Regions from separate parts of the Hordeum vulgare genome. Here region 1 is linked to region 2. The links are chromatin contacts, called in public Hi-C maps. All regions are on one chromosome and are shown on one strand. The core of a region is the stretch at or near the end of the contact, and the rest is flanking DNA. Distances in the headings are between cores, read along the strand shown. Region 1 holds the start of LOC123401392. Region 2 has its middle 410 kb from the start of LOC123401392.

Region 1 (6,566 bases), core at 3,424-5,923, 410 kb before region 2:
CGTCAACTATGCCTCCTGGGCAGACAGCCATATACCAGGTTCAGAGTCGTCAGAAACTCAGAATAGGCTCTGCGCATCTTAAGATGAGAGGATTTTGGCCCTGCTTTGTAGAGAGCAAAATAAGGGAAAACGTACTAGCTTTTTCAGGGTTCTAAAAAAAACAGTCACTCTTCTCGGTAAAGCCCACACCCATTATCTAACCCGTCCCAGCTTAAACCATCTCCCAAGACTGTTGTTGGAAGTTGGAACGGAACAGCGTCTCCATCTATCTTGGTCTTAGCCAACGGTGACTCAGTATCTCACCCGTCTGTCCGTGGAGAAACACGCGGTGGCACCAACTACTTGGGCTCAGCCAACGGTGCCAGTACGTCTAACCCCGTCGCTGCGCGCTCAGCATCAGGAGGGTGTGTGACACCACAACCCTGAAGAGTAAACAGATTCCTGGACATTCCCACCGCATCAAACTAGCAGCCAGCAATAGCATACAACCCACTAACCCAGCTTAAGCCCAGGCAAAACGAAACTATAAGTTCAAGCATCATCGCGTCAAAGATGTGAGACATCAGTCAGCAAAACTTAGTGCTATCAATCAAGATTACAAAAATAAGTTGTGACCGTAAATGTCCAAACACTGTCAAAATTTCCCATCTCCAACGGAGCAACTGGACACAAATATGGGTAAAATAGAAGCATCGATCATATCTATGTTTTACACCACTACTATGTTCCGACTGATCTCACCTGCTCGCCTCCACCTCATAGCTTCCCGACCTCAACTTGTCAGGCGGCAGGTTGTCATTCGCCACTCCAGCAGTCCCCATTGCCAACAAAATTCGTCCTCTCAAGTATGTATGGACAAACTGGCTAAATAATTATTGTACTGGGTTGCTGTGGATCATATAAGTCACCTATTTCCAATTTTACAACAGTGCTACATCTGCAGCTCAAACCAGTTCAAACGAGGCGATATGAACTAATTTCACAAAGATCAACAGTGATAGTAACGGACCATCATCAACTTGCCTCCACTTTCTTCTCCGTGTGTTCTTCATTTGGCAACTCCTCCACTGTAGCCATGTTAATTAATTCACTCTCTACTACTGAGCTTGTAGCAGATAATCCATCAGCAGGAGCAACTGGGGTCGATGGGCCTGAGCTGGAGCCTGAGTATTGCCCCATCGAGTTCTTTGATGTGTTTAGCGCATGACAATGTGGGCAATAGTACGTAATGTGTGGGTAATCTTCCTTCCGGGCCAAGCCTGCAAATTATTAAGTTGGTAGTAGGTCACGCATCCATTCTTTGTAAGGAAATAGCTAAAAAGATCAAAGAGTTCTATTTCTCATGCATACCATTATGCATATGGCAATTGCCACAGATCAGAGCGTACGACTGTGATGGGTCCTCCCCTACGAGTAAGGCAGCGATTTTTGCAATCCATCCACCATCACTTGCCCCAGAGCCTTGACAATGTTCTACAACCCTTGTAGGCTGTACGTTTTCCAGGCCAGCATTAAGAGTTGAGCTAGATTCAGCACCTTGTACCGAAGTATGAGCAGCTGTAGTGCTTCCAGTCCTGCTGCCTCTTGCATTGGGTTGCTTCCTGTTTCTCACACCATCTGATGGCAGTATCTCAGCATTGTTGCTCATAACCACTGCCGCATCAAAATTTGGTTCTTCCCCAAGATGTACTTTTAAGCCAGAATCCGCCCCCAGCTTAGATGCCAAAACCGAAGCTGCTGCAGCTTTTGCAGCTGGATCAAGATCATATTTCTGCACATGTTCAAGTTGGGATAAACTTTGTCATCATTTAGTATTGTTGTGTCAATGACATGATAAAATTATATTCCAAGTAATGAACTCAATAGCTTGACCAATGACCGTTTACCTGGATAAGCTGTTGTGTAAGGTAATAATTCGTCCGTTCTTTCAGTTCATCAATCTTGGCCTTCCTTTCAGCTCTCAATTTTTCCAGTGTTTTTTCATCTTTCCGTTCACCTGTGGACACAGGGAAGTAATTCAATGATAATAACAAGGTGTACTGATAAGATGATAAATCATATAGGTTAGTACAGGGCAAGATTAACATATTAATACATATCACAAGATAACATAAGTGCCAAGATCCTTCCTGGCAAAAAGAACGTTGCCCATTTGTCATTTGTGTATCAGAACAAGCATGCAAATTTAGACATGAGATGATTCAAAACTCCAACACTTAAATGCCAGGCAATCATGCAGCTATCAATATTTGTTGTGATACAGCAGTTATGCCAAATAAAGTGTTAATAACTTGCCAGATATATCTTGTCACTGCTTCCATTTTCAATTCCTAAGATTGCTTTCGGATAAAATTAACCACGCCATGTTTCTATTTGGATAAATAGCATCCAGGGGAACAACAACCACTTTCATGGAGATATTATTTGCACTTATCTAAGTCCCAAGCAATTCGACACACTCTTTGACTGCCATCAAATTTCAGAACGTCAAAAGAAAAGAATAGCATTCCAGCTAAAATGAAAGTTTGTATTATAAAGCATAAAATTCTGTAACACAAGCTACATATTACAACCTCTGAAGTCAAACCCCACAGCAATCTTTTTGCTAGAAGCATAAACATTTTAGGGAAGATAGGTAAAACTAAAGGAAATCTATCTCCTCTGATAAGATCGCACACAAGTGAAAGTAAAAAGACTTGAGTGAGTCAAACTAGAAGCACCACAAGTAAAATATGTGCAAAGAAGTGAAAATGCTATGTGTGCAAGTGCATACATATATTGTAAACTGTTTCGTATTGCATACTTATCAGAAATTAGAAGAATGGAAATTGGTTTAATCTTTTCAATTCAAGCCAGAAACTTAAAAATACAGTTCACACCAGCATATGTGGACTAGTACAATAGTGTGCCAGATAACAACATACTGTTGATCTGCAGAAGAAAAAAAACATAGTGCCCCATACTTCACAATATTAAAGCCAAAGATATAGTTACAGAAGTCACATTCGACACGCATATAAACATGACGGGATGACAGCACCAATGCAGGACTCACTAAGAATGGTTAAAAAATTGCAGAAATAGTTCAAATATGTGGACCACTAATTATGAATTCAGACAGTGGTTTCAAGATACTTACGCATCCTTGTGAAGTTTACAACTGCTGAATATACCACAGACGATATGGCAGGCAAAACAAATATAGGCAGCACTCGAATTGCCCTCATTTGCCAAGTGAGATCTTCGTCTCTTGTCATCATGATGGCATAACCAACAGCCACAGCCTGAGAATAGGACCAACTATTAAGAAGGCACAGATTGCTTGCTGGATACTTAGTACAAAAATAGCCATTACTGGTCTAATATAAATGTAACCCATAGAAGTGCAGAACTCAACAATTCACATAACTAGAGGATCGCAGAGGCAAGCTGTGAATCCCCAAACAGACTCTCACCACAGCATAAGAGGAAACCAGTGTTTCCTTTTCGGCAGATACTCAAAAAATAAACCCTCTCGGCAATCCTACTTAGTGTTGTTCTAATGATACCTCAAATACACCAAACTGCAACTAGATTATAAAATATTGTTCCTGGAAATACACAAATTGCGCAACATTGGTTTCTTATGCATTGACAATCTAAACATATAATTCAACATACATCAATTTCTACTTTGAAAACAGTAGCACACAACTGAACATTTTGGGCAGGCGTACACAGTAATAACTCCAAAAGGAAAGGAATCCACAAACAGCATTGACTTGTGAACATGAATATCTGACAGAACAATCATAGCGAAAATCTGTGCATCTCTTCCCAGTAAGAAGATCTACTCTAGAATCTATGAACCAGAAACGCAGTGTATCCGCCCATGTGGCCAACTGGCCATGTCTAATCAGCATGGATGATCCCGAACTTTCAAAGCACTCTGTCTACTTCGTTCCAACAAAGCTGGTTCGCTTTTAACCTCCGGGGAAAATATAACACCCCAATCGCATGTTCACAACCTCGCACACGACCGCGTACGCGCACGCACAGAAGCACGGAAAGAAAAAAGAAAAACTCCGAAAGTTCGACTGAGAAAACATTGAGGCAGCCAAATCTCCGAGCGTGAACAAATGGAATCACCGCGAATCCAAACCTAGGCGCACCCACGGCCGCTAGAGCAGACCATGATCATCTCAGATATGACATCCACACGCGTAGTAAATTGGAGAAGGAACAAAGAGCGGGATGGTTAGGGGATTTGGCGACCTCGGCGAGGACGGAGAGGACGATGATGTTGCGGACGGTGCGGCGGGAGAACTGGGTCCGGCGGCGCATCCGCGCGTGCACGGCGGCCTCCTCCTTGGACAGGTACTGCAGGCGCTTCTCGTAGTCCTCGCGGCCGCCGAAGATCCCGCGCCACATCCTCCCCAGCACCCCTCCTCCCGCCTTCTTCTTCTCCCCCTCCTCCTTCCCCTTGCCCTTGGCCTCGACCGGCTCGCCTGCTCCGTCCGCCGGCGTGGAAGCCATTGCCGGGGCTCGCGGATCTGCGCGCAGCGGGATCCGATAGGGAGGGTGGTGGTGGGACGCCACGCGACGGTGGCCTGGCCTCCGCGCTGCCTCCTTGCTGGCTCTCTCTCTCGAGAACTCCCAGCACTACTTTTTGGTGATTCGGCGTCCAGGTGGGGTGGGGTGGGGTGGGGAAATGAGGACGATGGATGGAACGCACGCGTCCAACCACACAAGCAGTAGAACGAAGTCGTACCGTGCCGTATGCCCGTTACGCGTTCGTCCGGGCCTGGGAAACCGACGGTTCGGATCGACTACAACCACACCACGAAAGCACCCAATTCCTCAGCGATCGGGAAGCAAAGTTTTGCATCTTTCTTTCGGTGGCTTGGCAAAGAGGCAGGGGAATGCTCGTCTGCCTTGGGTTCGGGGGCACGAGCGAGTCAAACACGCACGGCAAGCAGCCGGTCACCTGCTCCGATCTACGGGCGCCGGACTGGGATTTGGAGGCTTTCCGCACCGCACGCGTCGTCCATCATGCCTCCATGTGTGCCCCATCGATGTTTCCGGCGCATTAAAAAAACAGCCGCTGACTGCTCGGAGATCCAACTGGCACTACACCACGATCCGTGTGCGAGTAGAGTTTCTACACATGTTTAGTTGTTGGACATCTCATTCAGTTACATGAAAGAAAAAAAATCTTGGGTTATTCATTTATGATGGCCTAAACGTCATTTTCATTTGGAGGTACGTGGCAGCTTTGAAAGACTCGCGAAACTGCATTAGGGCAGCAAAAAAATGCTATGGGCAGAAAAGGGAAGGCTTTAGATCATCTAAGATTTTTCTGCTGTAGCAGATGATGTAAAAATTGGTGCCTTGAAATTTTCAACTAGACCATCGCATATTCTAATATTTCCAAACTAAAGAATGTTTAAATCGGAAAAAGACTAAAGAATGTTTGATAATTGAGCGTAGCTCTGATGGTTATGTTAGTTTAATGAAACCAGCTCATACTTGTAATCTACGTTGAATTTCGTAAAAAGGAACGGGTAATTGCAGTATAATGTGAGTAATTTTTTTTCCTCAGTTATGAAATCAAGGTTTATATCGAATCAATAAAAATATCAACCACAACCGTCTTCAACGGTTGCACACAAAAGAAAACAACCAACTTAAACCCAACGCGGTTAAGAGGGTTGTCAATCCCCTTGGTCTCGTTATTTGCAAGCAAGTGAGGTGTCTAGATAATTGTAAATTGCAAAATAAAATAAAAACAAGTAAATAGCAACAAGGTATTGAAGGTTTTGTAAATATATGTGAATAAATCTGAGGGACGTTATTTTTCCTAATGGCATCTCTCATGAAAACAACATACGATGGGTAAACAAATTACTGTTGGGCAATTGATAGAAAAGCGGATAGTTATGCGATATTCACGGTAATGATCATGTGTATATAGGCACCACGTTCATAAACAAACAAGTCGACTCCTGCGTGCACCTATTACTATTCTCCACTCATCGGCCGCTATCCATCATGCATCTAGAGTATTAAGAAAAATAAAGTAATGCATGGAGAACGATGACTTGATGTAGACAAATCAAACTCAAGCAATATAAATAAACCCCATTGTGTTATCCTTAGTAGCAGCAACACAAAGACGCGGCTTGTCCCTTCTGTGAATGGGATATAGAAATTCGTCAGGTTGAACCTACTACAACGCACCTCTCTCGTCGAAGAAATATCAATCTAGTTTGCCAAACTATTTTAATAGATCGGAGAGAATTACGAAGCTATCATAGGCATGCACATCAGAGTCATATTAGTATTGAGAGAAGACTCAAATATTTATCATGAATAATCTAAACATAAACCCATAATTTATCGGATCCCAACAAACGCACCACACAAAAGGATTACACCATATGGATCAAAGCGAAGATGCGATGATCATTGTATTGAAGATCAAGAGAGGGAGAGATTGACATCTATGTACTAGTTATGGACCCGTAGGTCTGTGGTGAACTACTCACACATCATCATGAAGGCAACAAGGTTGATGAAGAGGTCGT
Region 2 (6,701 bases), core at 1,252-3,751:
CTTTACCAAGTATATAGGTGCATTTAATTAAATAGCGGTAGTAAGATGATATTCGAAAGCCCATGTAAACACATGGATCAACCTGCACCTGCAACTAGCAATGCTATAAGAGTGTTGAGCAGCGGTATGTCAGCCAAACAATATTTGCTAGGTAGTGGAGGGGTTAGAGGATTTCATGGCAATGTTTGGAGGCTTATTTTAAGCTGGTAGGCAGCGATAAAATAGCGATGGAAATGATTCATCTAAGCACAACAAAATTAGAGACTTTATCAAGGTCACAATTATCTTGCATGTTGGTTCCTCTAACGGGTACAACTCTTGCTCTTCAGGAACGTACTCAGCGTGATCACTACAATCGTTCTCAGCTCCCGTTGCTACCCAAGGAAAATACACATCCAATGAACACACGACAATGTGCAATGCTTCAAACAAAATGATGCATGAGTGTGGGTACGAAAGGAGCATGGAAATGCTAACTAGTCAAGTTTCTCATGCATTATTAAGTTAGTAGCATTCTAGACAGAACCTCAAGTTTATTTAATTGGACATGCATGAACATGGTAGAAATGGATGCATCACGATAAAATAGTGCAAAACATATAACAAACGTGGCAAACGGAACTACGGATCTCTTGGAAATCACAAAACAAGATACGAAAGGCAACAATGACTAAACATCATTTGAGAGGGAGCTATGGGCATTTTCTTGGCATTCCAGGTATGCCAATGGACACGGCACAAAATTCTATGTGCAATAGACCTAAAATAGATGCAAAAAAAACAAAGTGGAACTCACACAATGCACAAAACAAAGCAACAACCAATCTGTCCACTAACAGCAATATACCACTTTGATCATGAGCAAACTAGTAGGTACATCTACTCAATGGGTTCAACCAAGACATTTACATGGATCTATCAAGTAGCACAACAATACATAACCAACAACAACATTGATAGGTTCATGAAGTAATGGCAATCAAGCTCTCAACATGGCAAGAAATAATACATATTAGGACTTAGTGAAAATCTCAGTTTGCACTTGCAGTTTTTAATCTGGTGACATGTTGACAACAACGAAACACTATTCTACAACATGTTACATGGCATGAAATTTAACAGGGCGATAGAGGGCAACATTTTCTTAGCAACTTACAGCAAGAAACCAACTAAACTACAAGCTTATCATGGCAAAGAAAAATACCAGGGCCTAGTGCCCACAAAACACTACCACTTTCATGTTGACAAGTTCACAATATCATGCAAGAATTAAATCATACAAAAATCACAAAATGCCACCTCATCACAAAATAACATTTTTGCAAACTTGCTCAAATGACAGAAACAATGCCACCATTGGACTTACCGGAAAATTCTACCCCAATTTCATATATCACACTCGTATGATTCTATAGGAAAATCACACACAGAACTAAAATAAAAAATTCACATACTAGTTACAATAAGTTATATACCAATTTTGGCATATTCCAAATTTGGCCATTGCCAGATCTGGCACTTTGCCTATTTGGAAATGAATCAAAATGCAACTAACAACAAAGGAAAAAACATCACAAAATAAATCAAGCATGGTCGGCCCCACGTGGCATAGTCACTAGGGGCCTCTAGGGATTACATGTGGTCTCACGGCCCACTATGAGATCTACCATTAACAGAGAATAAAATGGGATTTATTTGCCGCAAGGGGGGGTGGGATTGAACCTGCATCTGCTTGGGTGGAGGCACATGGCGCAACCAGCAGGCTAGGTGGGGGTGTTTGTCTACAAGGGAGACTCGCCACTTTTAAACCAACAATATGTTGGTTCCTCCTCTGCTGCGGTAGAGGCGACGGTGACTGCGCTGACGGCAACAGTGGCATGTTCTCTAGCGAGGGGAACCACCGGAGGGGGCTATGGAATAGGAGCGGAACTCGTCCCCATGGCTACAAGGCACCTAGGCGGCCTACTGCGAGGGCTCAAGCACAAGGTTCCGCTCGGCTCGGGAATGATAGCTACTGCGGCTACGGCGGCAAGCTGGGTGCAGCGCAGTGACAGCAAGCCGGACCAGGAGGAGCGGCGGGGCGGCGACATCGAGGCCAATGATGGGGACGTGATCCACCCCTCCTAGCACCGGGAACGGGTCGACGAAGACGCCGACATGCTGCAGGACATGGTGGACATCGAATGGGGAGCCACTGGAGGCGATCGACGATGATGGAGATAGTCGGCACTCCTCTGCTTCTTCTATGAACCTGTACGCTCTTTGCTCTTTGCTCATGGGAATGCCATCAGGACGAGAAGAAGGATCGAGGGAGGAGTGGTGGCGACATGAGGGAAAGATGGGGAACCCTAGGGACACGGGCCAGCAAAATAGGGGGGCACTCACGTTGTCCTTGGCGCCCGTGCACGCTCACGGCGCCGCTCTCCCTCGCTGACACGGGAGGAAGGCGACAGTGTCAGGGAGAGAGGCAGGTGGCTGTTTGCACGCTAGGATGGGCTTCACTGGGCCGCTGGCTGCAGTGCGGCTCGGCTGCTGGCTGCTGGTTGCTGCTGGGCCACGAGGGAGAAAGAGAAAAGGCCCAGGAGAGAGGAAATCTCTCATAGAAAAGAAATAAAGGGTTTCACTTTATTTATAAAACAGTAGCAAAGGGAAATTATACCAGTGATTTTAAGGACTTGAGAGGCAACTAAAATATGTCGGTACTCAAAAAATAAGCACTATTTAACAAAAATGGTTGGGCATTTTTAGGAGAAGAAAATAGATGGTGAAAATAATTGCAAAAGAGGTTGCTTTTGCAAAAACCACCACATAAGGAACAAACCACAAATTACCAAGTGTAGTCTAAAAATAGTTGCTGAATATATGGGAGCTATGGAACATTTTTAATAAGTGAATTGAGAAAGTTGCAAACCATACATAACTCAAATGAAATAAGAGGGGGTTTGGCATAGTTTTGAAGAAAGGGAGTTTGCATGGTTTGAAAAGGAGTTGCAATGGACCCACTCACCACTTGCAAGCACCCTTCACACACAAATTCTCACATAGCATTTCAACCAACATGATGGAACAAAATGATATGATGATTATGATGCCATGATGCAAGATGTCATGAAGCAAAACTTATTATTACTCAACCACATATGGCATAGTTGGAAGGTTCAACATGAGATATAATACAAATAAGGCAAGGGGTGCACTTGGCTTGTTACATATTATTAGAGAAGAAAGCCAGCACGAGGAATGCTTAACTTTTTTCGTTCCTGATTCATGCCCTTTTCTATGTCTCATGTCTGCTCACATGTGAGAGCAAATGAAGATGAAGATTCTTCTACTCCACCTCTCAAGAATAGTTTTGACAACGAGCAGACAACTGAACAAACCATCTTCTCTCAATATATTGATCACATCAACGTAAAAAGAAAAGACAAAGCTCCAATAGTTGAGTCTAGGGTAAGAATGAGTGAGAGATTGCAATATTTAAATAAAGGATATAAAAAAGGCCTTGCTAAGATGGAAACTGTTTGGCCAGCGCTTCTAAACCTCCTGATTGCTCTGTTCAAGAGATAAAAAATTTGTCTTTCTCTCTGTGCAAGGTTGATCCCAAGATCTGCAATGTTGAAAATCTTCTCAAGGAGAATGTTAAAAAGGGAGCAAAGCAGTCAGCATGGAAGGATTAGTGATACCTCTTCCCGAGATGGAAAACTTCATTAGGAAAAAACTTTTGCATGACACTCTGGGCTATCTGGATGTGTTGCAGTGTAAAACTTTTGTAATATCTGCATCAACCTCTCTGTATCCTCAATTGACTTTATGGATTAAGTGGTTATGTAGTATGCTGAAACTTCGAAACAAATACTTTTGTCTGCAACTCCTTGTATTTATCCCTCTACTGGTTAAATGAATAAATCTTCGAATATTTTAAGTTGGAATGTAAGGGGTATTAATTCTAGTGAAAACTGGTTTGAAATTTCAAACAAAATTGAAGAGCCAGGATGTTCAGTTATTTTTTTGTAGGAAACCAAAAGAGAACTCTCGTGGAATTTTATTATTTGTTCAATTATTTGTTTGCCCTTTGCAAGAAACCAAAATTTCAAACTAAAAGCCTCTTGGAATATTATTGTTGAGGATTTCTACCATCTAACTAATGACTTATATGAAGGCAACATAGCTCTGCAAAGCATGAATCTATAATTCATCACCCTGATACCCAAGAAATACAATTCAATCAGAGCAAATGATCTGAGACCAATCTCACTTCTCGACTATACTATCAAAATTATTACCAAGTTGCTTGCAAACAGGCTTCAAATGGTGATTCTAAAACTGGTGTAAAATAATCAATATGTCTTCTCAAAAACAGAATTATTCAACATTATTTAGGCTAGGCATTTCAATATATTCATCAATGTCAACAATCCAAGAAACCTACTATGATCATAAAGCATGACTCTGAAAAGTCTTTTGATCTAATTGATCACAAAACATTCTTAGCAATTCTAAAAGCAAGAGGCTTTGGACACAGATGGATCATTTGGGTAAACATGATCCTCACCTCTAGAACATCCTCAGTACTTCTTAATGGAGTGCCTGGTAAAGTGTTTCACTTCAAACAAGGGGTCAGGCAGGGAGACCTTTTTCCCCATTGTTAGTTGTACTGGCACCTGATCTTTTGCAATCCATCTTAAATGAAGTAATAAAAAAATCGCATTCAATCTCCAATTGAGTGTCAGGCATGCTCAAACTTCCCCGTTATTCAATATGTTGATGACACCATCCTGGTGTTACTTGCAGATGCCACACAGATTCCCATAGAAAACCCTTCTCATGCATTACCCTGAATTCACTGGTTTAAAGGTTTACTTTGAGAAATCCTTCATGCTACCAATAAATGTGCAGGCCCATGAAATTCCCAGCCTTCTCAACATCCTAGGTTGCAAACAGGGATAGTTATCTTTCACTTATCTAGGCCTCCCAATGGGTACATCTAAGCCAAAAATAGAGGATTTCAGCCCTATGTTGCAAAAATTGAAAGAAGATTCTGAGGTTGCTCCACCATGATATCATATGATGGTAGACTAGTCCTAATAAAGTGTATATTTGCTTCTGTGCCAATATTTTCATGAGCCCCTTGGATCATCCAGTTGGTGTCATTGATCAGACTAACAAATGTTTAAAGAACTTATGGAGAAAAATTGGCATGGAAGATTGTGATGCCCCCAACTTAATCATACACGCAAATGCCTACGACCAAGATTGGGGACTCACATGAACATATCACAACACAACTCTAGGCACAAATTAAAGTCATACAAGCTTCATATTACAAGCTAGGGGCCTCGAAGGCTTGAATACATAAGCTCGAATACAAAGGAGTCAGCGAAAGCGAATAATATCTGAGTACACACATAAGTAAACAAGTTTTTGCTTAAGAAGGCTAGCACAAATATATCATCGGATCGGAAAGGCAAGGACCCCTTCCTGGGAGATTCCTAACTACACCTGGTTGTGAGCGGCCTCCACATAGTAGTAGGCTCTGTCAGGGAAGTAGTACTCGTCGACGGGATCAACCACCTCCTTTGCTCCGTCATCTCGTTGCGACAATTGTATCAATAGGGAAAATGGGGAGCAAAGCAAAGGTTAGTACTCATCCAAAGTACTCGCAAGACTTATATCAAAACTATGCTATGTATGCATCAATATCAAAGGAATGGGGTTGAATCTTTGTACTGACCGCAGAAATTCTGGAATAGAGGGAAGGCATAGTCCTATTGAAGACTAGCATCTTCAGTATCTTGCAGCATTAGAAGAGTGTAGATTAGCATAAGTAAAATGATGCAAGTTTATTAAGTAATGCCCAACTATCCTTTCTCGACTCCCTGCGAGAAAGCAATCTCGGAGCCAACATTTCAGTTTAAGTCACACTTCTAGTTGTATTAGATCGGGATACAACTCTGAGCGCCCGCTATAGTGGACACACATATTCGAATAGATATACTTACCTCTAGGGGTGCACAAATTTACCCAACACACTTGATTAAATCGGACCGGGCACACTTTCTTGGGTCATGCCCGACCTCGGTTGATCGACACGCCATAGTCCTACCTAGGCTCAATCGAGAGACCACACACTAGTCTACATCCTAATCGCAAAGGAGCCATGGGACCATCTCCCTTCACAATCCTACGTGTTGCGAGGACGACCGGTGTCATTCCTCGCACCTCTTTATACAAATATGATGCTTACGTGGGCCACCGGGCGCGTGCCGCTCACCGTGACATCTAAAGAGCTTTTGGGTGAATGTATGACGCAGAGCGCCCATACTTATTCCCACGTGGTGGTTAGTGCAAACCCATTAATGCTTTGTTAACTGCTGTGGCGACTAATGATCCATGATATGTGGTCCTGTCGCCCCATCACCAGGACTTGTTGCAAGGGCCAAGGATGCCCGGCCACTCCTCGGCACTATCACGCGGGTATCCACCCATACCATACATCTCATCTTGTTCAACTAGTAAAGTCAAAGTAACCATGTGCCTATAACATCCAAGGAATCAGAGGTATCACCCTCGATGGATTCAAATCGATGTAACCGTCAAGGTGACTAGGGAGGAATCACCCTCGATGGTTCACGCTTGAAGGGTTGCACGACAGTGTCATTGTCGCAAGTGGTGAAGGAGGAATCACCTTCCATAATCCACCT

What was found. A called contact is a pair of places that touch in the nucleus more often than the background predicts.
Region 1: a contact with region 2 is called in a Hi-C map of leaf, with 4 times the contacts expected there. The contact joins the promoter of LOC123401392 here to the enhancer-like site in region 2. A contact is called at or near these places in 2 of 6 Hi-C or Micro-C datasets (leaf and seedling) and 1 of 1 datasets of contacts at active chromatin or transcription factors (embryo).

Annotation. Positions count from the first base shown.
Region 1 is chr6H:382,590,775-382,597,340 of MorexV3_pseudomolecules_assembly, reverse strand. LOC123401392 reads right to left here and starts at 4,673. Exons shown (of 5, transcript XM_045095179.1): 1 at 4,255-4,673; 2 at 3,140-3,284; 3 at 1,887-1,996; 4 at 1,351-1,771; 5 at 563-1,259. The coding sequence starts at 4,515. The coding sequence ends at 1,015.
Region 2 is chr6H:382,177,586-382,184,286 of MorexV3_pseudomolecules_assembly, reverse strand. No RefSeq gene overlaps it. Among protein-coding and RNA genes, the nearest start is that of LOC123401392, 410 kb to the left of the region's middle. Within about 2 kb of position 2,501, at least 3 of the 3 cell types and tissues checked have open chromatin away from gene starts, as enhancers often do. A contact at or near this core is called in leaf and seedling, where this site is marked.